2 separate regions of the Mus musculus genome follow, and region 2 is linked to region 1. A link is a contact called in public HiChIP or PLAC-seq data. All regions are on one chromosome and are shown on one strand. The core of a region is the stretch at or near the end of the contact, and the rest is flanking DNA. Distances in the headings are between cores, read along the strand shown. Region 1 overlaps Hspa14 (heat shock protein 14). Region 2 overlaps Fam107b (family with sequence similarity 107, member B).

Region 1 (6,278 bases), core at 514-3,013:
CAGAACTGAGTTCAGTTCCTCTATGTCTTAGTCAGGGTTTCTATTCCTGTACAAACATCATGACCAAGAAGCAAGTTGGGGAGGAAAGGGTTTATTCAGCTTACACTTCCATACTGCTGTTCATCACCAAAGGAAGTCAGGACTGGAACTCAAGCAGGTCAGGAAGTAGGAGCTGATGCAGAGGCCATGGAGGGATGTTCTTTACTGGCTTGCTTCCCCTGGCTTGCTCAGCCTGCTCTCTTATAGAACCCAAAGACTATCAGCCCAGAGATGGCACCACCCACAAGGGGCCCTTCCCCCTTGATCACTAATTGAGAAAATGCCCCACAGTTGGATCTCATGGAGGCATTTCCTCAACTGAAGCTCCTTTCTCTGTGATAACTCCAGCTTGTGTCAAGTTGACACAAAACCAGCCAGTACACTCTATAAGAGGCTGAGCTACCTCCCCAGCCACAGAAATCTTAAACAAAGAAAAGGAAAAGAAAAAAAATAAATAAAAGGACAAGTTTAAATTGTCAAAATAAACCAAGGAAGAAACCCTTGAAGTGAAATCTTGATCAAACTGGACTGGATACTCACCTCTGGAACTCCGAAGCCAGGTACTGTGCTAAGGTGTCTGTGAAATGTGCGCCCCCTATGTTGTCACTGGTGTTTGTGGAAAGGACCCGATACATCCCACTGTTAACTTCCATGACACTGAGCGATAAGGACGTTCCTCCAAGCTTAAACACCAAAACATTGCTTCAAGAGAGAAAAAAATGGGTAAAGCATCTGAGAATCACATCATCTTAAAGCCAGACTGTACTTTTGAAGCCATTCGTTTGAATTGTTTATGAGGGCTGGAGAGGTGGCTCAGCAGGTAAGAGCACTGGCTGCTTTTCCAGAGGACCAGGGTTCAATTCCCAGCAACCGCAGTGTGGCTCACAACTATCTGTAATGGGATCAGATGCTATCTTCAGGCATGCAGGTGTACATGCAGAAAAAGTGCTCATATACATGAAAAAATAAATTAAATGATAATGAAGAAAGTCTACAGCCCAGATGAGTCATCGGCTTGTCTCCAGTCACCCGTGCTGGACCAAGCCTTGAACTTACAATCTTCTGAAACTAAATGAAAGCTCCTTTCAGTCAGTTAACTGGAGAATCTATTTTTCTGAGTGACTAGGTTTGAAAACACTAAGTTTTCAAAGTAAATCAAACAAGGATTTCATGATTATTATAAATCTGAAAGGAATTAAATACAGCTATCCTGTAAATATTTTATAAGTTAATACAACATAGCTTATGGATCCAACCCAGGACAGTAGAAACCAGCTCCCCCATCATGTATTTAAATATATATCAGGACTCATAATTTCTAATATTTTTACATTAATCTGTTTACCTCAAAATAATTTCCTAGTGATTTATACACATTAGTTTCTTTGACCATGAGATATTTGGACAGGGTCTAACTATTTGGAAAGGTTAACACTGTATCTAAATGAATTTCTCTAACGTGTGGTCATCAACTCTGTTAACGTAACACCAGCTGTCTCTAAACAACATGTCTAAACACTGGGAGTGAAATCAATGGTGGGAGTACTCCACAATTAGCCAATCTCCACAACGAAATGAGATGACAGGAGACACTCAGCCTCTCCTTCCCTGCTTTCCCATCTCCGCTGCTCAGCATGACGGGAGGCGAGAATTTCCTGTGTGAAGGTTGGCACCACGTGGCTGGGCTGCCAGAGTCCTACTGAAAGCCGGAGATCTGGGGTTTACCTCTTCCCGGTAGGGTGGTCTTGTCCAATCCCATAAGCAAGGAGAGCTGCAGACGGCTCATGGATCAGCCGCAGCACGTTAAATCCAGCAGCTCCAGCCGCCTCCCTGCAAACAATTTGCTCTCAGTGAATTGTGGGTCACAACATACCCAGCCCTGCACTTGTAGCTGTGCTGAAGGGCTCATGCTCTGGCAAACGATCCTCCAGAAGACACAGCTCGGGAAAGCAGAACCCGTGGAAAGGAAGTGACTAGAACCGACTTCCTGTCTAAAAATGCACTGTTCAGAGCCAGTGTTTTCTATAAAATGGTTTGCATTTATATTGAGTAAGAAAAAAACCCCAACAACCTGTTAGAGCTATGGGTGGTTTAGTCAGTAAATAGGCCTTCTACCCAAGCCTGAGGGTCTAGCTTTGAATCTCCAGCACCCACATAAAACAAAGGTGTGGGGGTGCGTGCCTGTAACTTCAGTGCTGGGGCCGGGTGTGTCACACGCACATATGCATTTGCATGATCAAGTCAGGTGGCAGGGCAGGATCCTTGATAACCAGACAGCCCAGGAAAGTGGTAAGCGCCAGGATCAGTGAGAGAGCCTTTCTCACGAGATAAATAAGGTAGAGTGACAGAGGATACCTGTCGGGCCCTCTGGCCTCCCAAGTCCCAGCAGATGCATATGCAACACACATGTGCAGATACACACAAACAGAAAGAAATGCAAAACATAGCTCTCCAAAGGATCTTTTTTTTTTTTAAGGTTCACTTCTTCTGGGCAGTCTCTAGGCCCTGAAAGTCTAGGAGCAGTACCTGGCCTCCATGTTGCTCAGAACATTCTCCTGACTCAATGAGCACACTGTCAGGATTAGAGTTAGCTCTGGGAGGTCAGAGCCACACCCATGCACCCCTGTGCACTGTACCTGAATACACTGGACCTTATGAGGTAAAAAACATCAGTAATTTTTGACTGAATAAAGAAATCGAATATACGCCCATGATTATAAAGTTTAGGAAGTAATAAAATGTCTGGAACATTATGGAAATGTTCAATTTCTTTCCTTTGGGCACACAGCAGTTTTCTGCTTACCAAAGCACAGGTAGAACTGTACAGAGTAGAGTAAGGACCCGCAAGCTAAGAATCGCATCGCATGACACCTGTGAGGGCAGAATCTATGTTCTTTGGTTTCGATGTTAAACTGAAATAATAGTCTAGTTTCAGAAATCCTTTCCCAAAGTCTGTCATTTAGACAAAAGCCAGCATCCGCTCAGGGACTTAGGAAAATAACTTCTACCCAATAAAAAGAAGTGGCTCCTTATCTCGGGCTCTTCCATTGACATAGCCCGTAATAGCACATCAAGGTCTACGCTGGCTTCTAGGCTCTGTCACACACTTCAAAGCTGGCTCATGGGGTCCCTTCCTCTCAGGCACACGTTTCCCTTAAAGCCTTGGGAATCCCCTCCTTCCCTCTGCTTTTCCCAGGGACAACCTCAATGGTTCCGAATAAACTTCCCTCTTACCTATGAAGCTGCTATTTTGGTTTCTTTACAGCACCCATTTCATTCAATAATTATTTTTTTTTTTAAAAAACAACATTCTTATGTATTTCCCATATAAGCCTCAACGACATGAGACAGGCAAAATGATGCCTGAACAACAGTTTAATAACCTGGTAGTAAAACAGCTCCCATCATAACAGCAAGAGGGCACACAACATCAATGACATTACCATGAGATACTTACAATACCATGAAATAATGTGCTGCCTAAGCTATGTCCAAAGATAGCGTCATATTCTATTACTGAGTGTAATCTGTATTTTAACTAACCATGTTAAGACAGTTACACTTACCCCAGAGCAGACTTCTGCTTTTCTCCAAAGTCAAATGGGACAGTGACAACCACGTCATTTGCATCTGAGCCCAGGACAGAATGCGCTGTTTCTGTACATTCAAGAGCAAACACAAATACATGTATCGTGATGACACATGCTAAGCAATAAAGCTCTTCCTAGCTTCCTAAGCCTGAGATTTTCTCACCAGAGGTCCAGGTTCTGCCGCCCCTCCACTCCCTCCTGTGGCCCTTGGGTTATTCAGTGATTCCTGTGGGTCTCATGATGGATGATGGACACGGGCCAGGTACTGTCCAAGAGCTTGGCTCTTCAGCTTTGGGCTATCAAAAATCTACATGAGACTGGGTCCAGAGAACTAGTTCCAAATTCATTTATGAGACGAGACCCTTTGTAAGGACTACCTTGCCTCTCAAGATTCCTCGGGAGGCAGAGGCAGGCAGAGTTCTGAGTTCAAGGCCAGCCTGGTCTACAGAGTGAGTTCCAGGACAGCCACGGCTACACAGAGAAACCCTGTCTCAAAACAAAAACAAAAACAAAAAAAAAAGTGTTTCTCTGAGTAGCCCTGGCTGTCCTAGAACTTACGGTATAGACCAGGCTGGTCTCGAACTCCCACATGAGCCACCACCTGGGAATTAGGACTCTTAACTGGCAGACTCTAGGTAAATATCCCCAAGTTTAAAACAAAACTGAGGGGGGCTGGTAAGATAGCTTAGTGGTTAAGAGCACTGACTGCTCTTCCAAAGATCCTGAGTTCAAATCCCAGCAACCACATGGTGGCTCACAACCATCTGTAATGAGATCTGATACTCTCTTCTGGAGTGTCTGAAGACAGCTACAGTGTACTTACATATAATAAATAAATAAATAAATAAATAAATAAATAAATAAAATTAAAAAACAAACAAACAAACAAACAAAAAAAACCCTGAAATTGTATATAGCCCTGATCCCAGGCATTTCAGGCATGACCTGTCCTTACAGGGAAGGTTAAGGTCAGACCCAAGCAAAGTCTAACTGCTAACTCGTGGAATCGCTCATTGTTTCTCCTCAAATCTTTGTGTGTGTGTGTATGTGTGTGTGTGTGTAACTCAAGTAGGCCAAAATGGGCAGCCAGCAGGCCCCAAGCATACATCTGTCTCCAGCTCCTCAGCACTGGGAACTGCTGTCCCCACTCTTTTAAGGGATCATTTAAAGTTATCAGTCAGGTGTTGGAGAGGTGGCTCAGTGGTTAAGGACATGCACTGGTTTCCCAGAGGACCTGAGTTCAATTCCCAGCACCCACCTCAAGCAGCTCACAACTGCTTCTAATTCCAGTTTCAGGGGATGTTTCTAACCTCAGGCAATGCACAGATACAGACACATACACAGGTACATGTAAATAAATAATAAATATTTTTAAGAAATTGCAAAACAAAATAAAGTAAGTTATTAACTTCTGTGCAGTACCTTTCATTTTACTGAATATCAGTCTGGCAACATCTTCTGGATTAACAAGTTTTGTTTCTTCTCCTGTATCTATTTCATACCGCAACTTCCCATTTTTCTCAATGACCTAAAAAAATTATAATTATACCAAATATAGAATAATTTAAATAAAACTTTAGATGAGTCTCAGTTTAACACTCTATGTCATGACTGTTAGTAATTAATCTTTGAATAAGGGGGAGAGAGTAAAGGAACCATACTTACTAAGCATTTACTTTCTGAGATGTATTTCTGAGCTTGTGGATCTGCAGAGCTGTTCATGGGGAAATATAAAGATATCTCAGCATTAAAAAATTAATATTGTAGACACATAAGGTGAAGTCTGTACTTTTCACCCCACTGGACAGATAAAGAATATGCCAACAAAATTATTAAGCTGCTCAATAACTCAGAAGCTTGAATTCAATGGAGGGTTTACAACAGCTGTAATTCTTACTCATCATATTTGAAAGTATTAATTTTCTTGTTCAGACCTTGAATTTGAACACAGTCAATGATTCTTTTTTTTTTTTTTTTTTTTTTTTTCTTTGAGACAGGGTTTCTCTGTGTAGCCCTGGCTGTCCTGGAACTCACTCTGTAGACCAGGCTGGCTTCAAACTCAGAAATCCACCTGCCTCTGCCTCCCAAGTGCTGGGATTAAAGGCGTGCGGCACCACGCCCGGCACAGTCAATGATCTTATACCCTCCATTTTCATACCTACAATCCTGAAGACCCAACCAACTGAGATACAAAGGAATTTTGTAACACTAAACTCACATTTGTTGCTTGGTTTTTAAAATTAATGCCCAACACCAAATTGAGCAAAAGTATGAGCACTGTATATAGAAAGCTGTACTCTAGGTATACATACACTAAGAATTATAGACTAATGCCTCAAATAAAATACCAAATAACTAAAGGTATGAAATAAAAAAAATGGGCATATTACTAAGATGTTAATACCAATGGATGCAACTGTCACTATTTTCCAACTTACCACCCATCTAGACCTTATAATACCGAGTGGGACTGCATTACTAGGCGTGCATCATTTTAGACACAGGTACAGAGGGGCTTACACTGGGGTGTGCCAGGAGTCACTTACAGGCTAACAGGGACAAAGCCAGGACTGGACCCCAGCTATACCTCAGCAGCCTTCTGCTAACATGGTAAATGACCACTCTAATTCTGTTCCCCAAAGAACTCTG
Region 2 (5,896 bases), core at 1,488-3,987, 230 kb after region 1:
ATTGACCTTTCTCCTAACGTTGTTAGCGTCTATTGATGATGGTTGCTTGAGTTAAGTATTTCATTGGAGATTGTTTAATGAGCAAGTTAGCAAGTGTGGGATGAGACCTGCAATGGCCAGAGTGTCCAGCAAACCAATTGTTGGAGTGACTTAAGGACAGTGGGGACTTAATAGAGAAAAACAGAATGGCTAGACTTTCCCATTTACTGCATGCAATGTATTTCCTACCATCAAAGTTAATTGCTATTTATAAATCTTATTGTGTCAGGTAAGTTTTATAGTAATATTAACTTCTGTGTGTTTATGCTCTTATAGCATATAGCATAGGGTCTTACAGCATAGGATTACAAGGTACAGTACCATGTGGTGGTATAGTCCATTGCCCATTATTTTCTTCAGTAGTCAGTTGAGCTTTTTTGATGTTTATGAACATGTATAACCAGACTTTTTAGGAAAGGCAAGGCATTAATAAACTTACAAAGGAGTGGTGCTAGAGAGAAAGCTCAGTGGCTTACCTCCCTTCAAAGGATTAAGTTTAGTTCTCACAACCTATGTTGGGTGAGTCACAGCTCCAGAGGATCTAATTCCTTCTGGCTTCTATGGATACCAGCACACAAGGCACATATACACATAGAGCATGCCTGCACACACATGATATACATAAATAAAATTATTTTCAAAAGGGGAGAATGATGGGCTTGAGAGATGGCTCAGCTGGTGAAGTACATGCGAACCTGAATGTGAGACCCAGAACCCATACAAAATCCCAGAGTGCCCTGCATGTCTGGAATCCCAGTGCAGGGGAAACAGGAAAAGGAAGATAATGGGTGCTCACTGGCCAGCCAGTCTAGCTGATTTGATGAGCTCCAGGCTCACTCTAAATATAAGTAAGGTAGATGGTGATTATGAAAGACACCTGACATCAGCCTCTGGCCTTCTCATATACCTGAGTGCACACAGAACCATGTAGGCACTCACTCACACATATACATACATACATACATACATACATACATACATACATACAGAGAGAGAATGAATGAATGATAAAGATGACTTCTTCCAAAACATAGGAGAAATGGCAGTTTTCAGCTTGAGTCTTACGTGGTTTGGAAAGATGGACCACTGCCATGTTTCCAGAGTAGAGAGTACTCCTTTTAAAGGACAGTGTCACAGCAACTGAAATTGGCTCACTCTCCAAGCAAGCTACACGCTGCCACTACAGTCAGATCTGGGGATACCCTCAGCATTTGATGGGCATGGAAATATATTGGTTCCTCCTGTGTGGATGATCATTCTCTTGGTATACCATAGCGTGCTTCTGGAAACCACATTATGACAAGGATCATCATCACAACGGTTCTAAGAGTTGGGCATTCCTCCCACAGTGCCTTAAGTAAAGACCATGCTTTTGACTGTGCAGTTGGTGTCAAGTAAATCTTGGCTCTGACCATAAGGTATTGAAAAAAGATGAAACCTGGAATGATAGAAGATTTTGACATTGTAAAGTGATGCTAACAAAAGCCACAGAAAGCAGGAGGCCATCTGATTTAATCCATTTTTGAGGGGGTTGGGCAATGGTGGGCAATCTAATGCTTAGATGTTTAGGGAGCCTTCCCGAGACTGCACAACTAGTGGTGGTTGCTTGGAGTCTAAACTCACAGTAGAAAAACACCCTAATACCTAATGTTTATGTGAATACTAAATGATATAGGACTATAACTAACGTGTCTTCACTAAAGCAGAAACATTCCATAATCACCAGCTCACAAATACTTGATCATACTAACAACAGTGGTCCTGCCTCTCTTCCTCTCTTACTATTTTAATGTCTTTTTTTTTTTGTTGTTTTTGTTGAAGGAATACAGTATTTTATTGCCCCAAAACATTCTTTCCAGGGCCTTCTGTGTACCCTGAAGAGCTGTATGAATTTTTTTTTTAATTGGTAATTTCTCCCAGCTTTTAAAAAGGCATTGCATGAGCTTTGGGCTGCTAGCTGCTTCAAGTTTCCTAGAAAATGTCTAGGTATATTTGGACGGATAGTATGTTTTAATAAGTATCTTGAGCCAACTCACATGCAAAAGAAAAAAAAAGAAACAAATCGTTCCTTTGATCATTTCTATTTCATAAAATCACTACATAGTCTTTAAATACTTGAACAGTCACCAGGAAATTGACTTGGGAGCCACCAGGGAATTGCTCATCCCTTTCTTTTCCCTACACTGGGCAGTTCTAGACCTGAGGCTTTCTGAAGGTACCTCTGGGGAAGTGTGTGGATGGTAGGTGGGGAGGAATTCAGGCCCTAAGTCACCCACTCTGGTGAGAGGGAGGGAGAGAAAAGGTGTCTGGTGCCGACTTCCTGAGGTTAGCCTTAGTTCCTTGAGGCAGCGAAGGCTGCAGTCACCCCTTCCCTGTGCAGCACAGGAAGCTCAGAGAGCTTGCCCCAGAGCTGTTCATTAGACTAGTTAACCGTGTTACCAGAGCGCTCCAGGATCAGATGGAGAACAGCATCCACTCGGATACGGTTTGTTCTCTGATCCATGATTCATACAGTTTGTGGTAAAATAGAAACACGCTTGGCTTTGCAGCAGCACTCCTTAGATGTGCCCAGAGAACGCTTGTTTGCTTTCAGTGCCCCTAAATTACAATTCTTTGTGCACTTCCTGTTTCACAGTTAATGGCTGAGATCTGTGACTCTAGCAACACTGTTGTTTTTCACTCCAGTCCGTTTCTGCTAGAAACTACGCAGCCTGTGTACTGTCTGGAACATGTTGCACGCATGTGCTTTGAGAAGAACAGCATGCATAGCTGACTAATTTCAAAAACAGCCTATTTATAGTCCTTCAGAGTAATTGTCAGACACTTGGTCTGTGCGCTTTTGCTCACGTCATGTGGATCAACATGGCTTTTTAAATGGAGATAAATTGTTTTTTATGTGTGGGTGATTCATTTGATACTTCTCTATAAATTCATACCCCAACTGTGTCTCTGAAGTGTGTCACTGCAGTAATAGCCCAGGGAGGAGTTTTCAACAATTAGCATTGGATTCAATATGAGATGGTGCTTTAGAGAACTTACAACTCTGTGTGTGTGTGTGTGTGTGTGTGTGTGTGTGTGTGTGTGTATGTGTGTGTGTGTGTAGAAAAGGGAGGGAGGGAGAGAGGGCTGGAGGGAGACTATAGTGTCTGTATATGGGTGTGGAGACCAGAGGAGGATTCTGAAACTCCCTAATGTATTCGTATGCCCTTGACATAGTCTCTTACTGAGCCTGAGCTAGCCTGATAGTGAGTGAGCCCCAGCAACACACTTGCCTCTCCTTCCACTGAACCCCAGAGTGCCTGGGATACAGGGATATGCATGGCCACCTGGCTGGATACAGGGATATGCATGGCCACCTGGCTGGATACAGGGATATGCATGGCCACCTGGCTTCTCAGTGTCCTCATGCTTCATCTCTCCCTAGCTCTTACTTTATAAAACGTGCTGAAGCTGTGGAGTCACACAGGACCTAAAGGACTCTCGTCCTTGACCTCTAACTTACAACAGCATTGTTGGCTGTCACACATGGTCTTGCCTTATCATACCTAGCCCATGTGCTTGCCACCACAGAGAATACAAACAGGAACAGGAAACGGAAGTCACTAGTTACTGAGCTGGTGATGGTTTTATTGCGAGGAAGAAATGATGAAGTTTGAAATTCTGTGTGGAAGAATCAGGTTCCTGTTTATCTTGTAGAAAGTCTAAAACATATTAGGTATTAGAAATAGTTTCTCATATTATATACAAAAGCCTCGGCATTTGTTTACACGGTTGAGAACTTTCTTTGCTGTTTCTCCATTTTGACTTTTAGGGCCGAGAGACACCCTGTGGTTGAATATATTTGTGAGGTTTTTGTAAATAAATATAAGAGAAATGTGTTTTTGTAGATAAACATGAGAATAAAACATGAGTTGTTCTCATGGTGGGTGACTGAGACATCTCAAACATCACCGTAGCCCTAGTCTTGCAGGCTTGTGACATCACTTATTGGTTCTAACAGCGCACAAGAGAGAGTAAGAACTTGATGTTGCCTAGAACTGGGTGTTATGTGAGATGCCCTTTTCCCTCATGAACTCAGGAGTTCTCATCTTTGCTTTCTGCCCCTCAATGAGCTGGCAGGTAAAGTGTAGGCACCATGTCTATGTGTAGGTGCCAGTAGCACCCTCCTTGTGTATTTCCCCAGGATGGTGTCATGATGTGACTTCGTACATGACTGTTGACGTGGCTGTCCAATGGCATGAGACTTTTGATCTCATTGGTACTCAAGAGAATTTGTCTCAGATTTGGGCTCTTGTGCTTTAAGCAGTGGTAGAATAGAGATAAGAGGGGCAGAGGGCTCAGGCTGGAGCTTTGGGATCATCTTTGCTAGGGTTTCTGTTGCTGTGATGAAGCACATGACCAAAAACCAACTGAGGAGGAAAGGGTTTGTTGGGCCTATCCTTCCAGCTTGCTGTTCATCATCAAATGAAGCCAGGACAGGAACCTGGAGGCAGGAGCTAATGCAGAGGCCATGGACTGATGCTGCCTACTGCCTTGCTCCCATGGCCTGCTCAGCTTTTCTCCTCCCCCAATAACCCAGGACCACCCACAGGGAGCTGAGCCTTCAACCATGAATCAAGAAAATGTCCTGCCAGGCAGTGGTGGCATATGCCTTTAATCCCAGCACTTGGGAGGCAGAGGCAGGCGGAATTCTGAGTTCAAGGCCAGCCTGGTCTACAGAGTGAGTTCCCTAACAGCCAGGGCTACACAGAAAAACCCTGCCATGAAAAACCAAAAAAAAAAAAAAAAAAAAAAAAAGAAAGAAAGAAAGAAAGAAAGAAAGAAAAAGAAAAAAGAAACTGGCCCACAGCAGGCTGGCCCACAGCCTGATCTCATGTTCTTAGTTGAGGTTCTCTCCTCTTAGATGATGTTAGCTTGTGTGACATAAATCTCTCCAGCATAAAAGCTAATTGAAGAATGGAGGGGACACCTCTCGGCATAAAAGTGTGGGTGGCTGTTAGTTTGGGCTGCTAGATGTTGAGTGTCTTAAGTGACCATCATTCCCTTCTTATTTAGAGGCAGAGAATGCCAGGATGAAGGCACTGTCAGGGTCAGAGTTAGGAAGGGCCTGCATTCAGGTTTATGGATACTTCTTGCTATATCCTGACATGGCAGAGAGGAAAAGTAAAACACTTTTCTTCATCCCTTCTCCAAGGGTGTGAATTCATCACAAGGGCTCGACTCTGCATTTCCTTCACAATGTCCCACTTCCAAATACTATGGCATTTTGGCTTAGGGTTCAAAAGGATAGATTTAGGAGTGACACAAGAGACGATCTGTGGTGTAACCAAAGCGATCAGTGGTTTACACTCCAAGGGAAGGTGGCAAGGTTGGTTCTGAGATACAAGGAGGTGTTCTGCAGAGAAGGGAGGTCTTCAGGGGTCCAGGATGGATGTGGAGGTGAAGGGTTGGGAGTGGGAATGGGAGAAGGAACAGTGTTGGTAGAGGTCAGGAATCTAGCACATAACCAACCAGAACTGGTCACCCAAAGCCAGGAGAGCACTGAAGCTGAGAGGTGACCTTGTCTAGGGTGTTTGCTGTTTCTCACAGGCCTGCTACTTGAGAAGTGTTTGCTGGTTGAGAGTAGCACTATGCTCAAGCAAGTGAGATCCAGGGTCCCGTGTTAGTGGCAGGCGGAGAGCAGGAAAGAAACTAGCACAGGGTCAGTATTTGTCCAGGCTTGAGTGATTAGTCCAGGTATTGTTAGTAACAGCGTCTTTGTGCACTCTTAAAGCAGTGATGTGAATGTAGTTGTTAAATACAGACACCCAGCGTGCATGCACATGGTTGCAGAGAGATACTCATTGCGTGTGTGAGT

What was found. HiChIP or PLAC-seq counts read pairs in DNA pulled down with a chosen protein or histone mark.
Region 2: an H3K4me3 HiChIP or PLAC-seq map of bone marrow-derived macrophages shows a contact between it and region 1, with 2.7 times the contacts expected there. The contact joins two enhancer-like sites. A contact is called at or near these places in 13 of 39 promoter capture datasets (the 3T3-L1 cell line, 3T3-L1-derived adipocytes, the HPC-7 cell line and 8 more), 1 of 15 datasets of contacts at CTCF or cohesin (large pre-B cells), 5 of 484 Hi-C or Micro-C datasets (the HPC-7 cell line, hematopoietic stem and progenitor cells, pancreatic cancer cells and 2 more), 4 of 115 datasets of contacts at active chromatin or transcription factors (the 230-238 cell line, bone marrow-derived macrophages, embryonic fibroblasts and 1 more) and 2 of 9 other capture datasets (adipose tissue and liver).

What each region holds. Positions count from the first base shown.
Region 1 is chr2:3,497,443-3,503,720 of GRCm38.p6, forward strand. Hspa14 (heat shock protein 14) reads right to left here. Exons shown (of 14, transcript NM_015765.2): 4 at 5,295-5,343; 5 at 5,052-5,157; 6 at 3,606-3,696; 7 at 1,765-1,869; 8 at 580-741. Among named protein-coding and RNA genes, the nearest start is that of Hspa14, 12 kb to the right of the region's middle. Within about 2 kb of position 1,764, at least 10 of the 459 cell types and tissues checked have an H3K27ac peak or open chromatin away from gene starts, as enhancers often do. A contact at or near this core is called in bone marrow-derived macrophages and hematopoietic stem and progenitor cells, where this site is marked.
Region 2 is chr2:3,724,189-3,730,084 of GRCm38.p6, forward strand. The region is part of intron 1 of Fam107b (family with sequence similarity 107, member B); the gene reads left to right. Among named protein-coding and RNA genes, the nearest start is that of Fam107b, 14 kb to the left of the region's middle. Within about 2 kb of position 2,738, at least 209 of the 459 cell types and tissues checked have an H3K27ac peak or open chromatin away from gene starts, as enhancers often do. A contact at or near this core is called in bone marrow-derived macrophages and hematopoietic stem and progenitor cells, where this site is marked.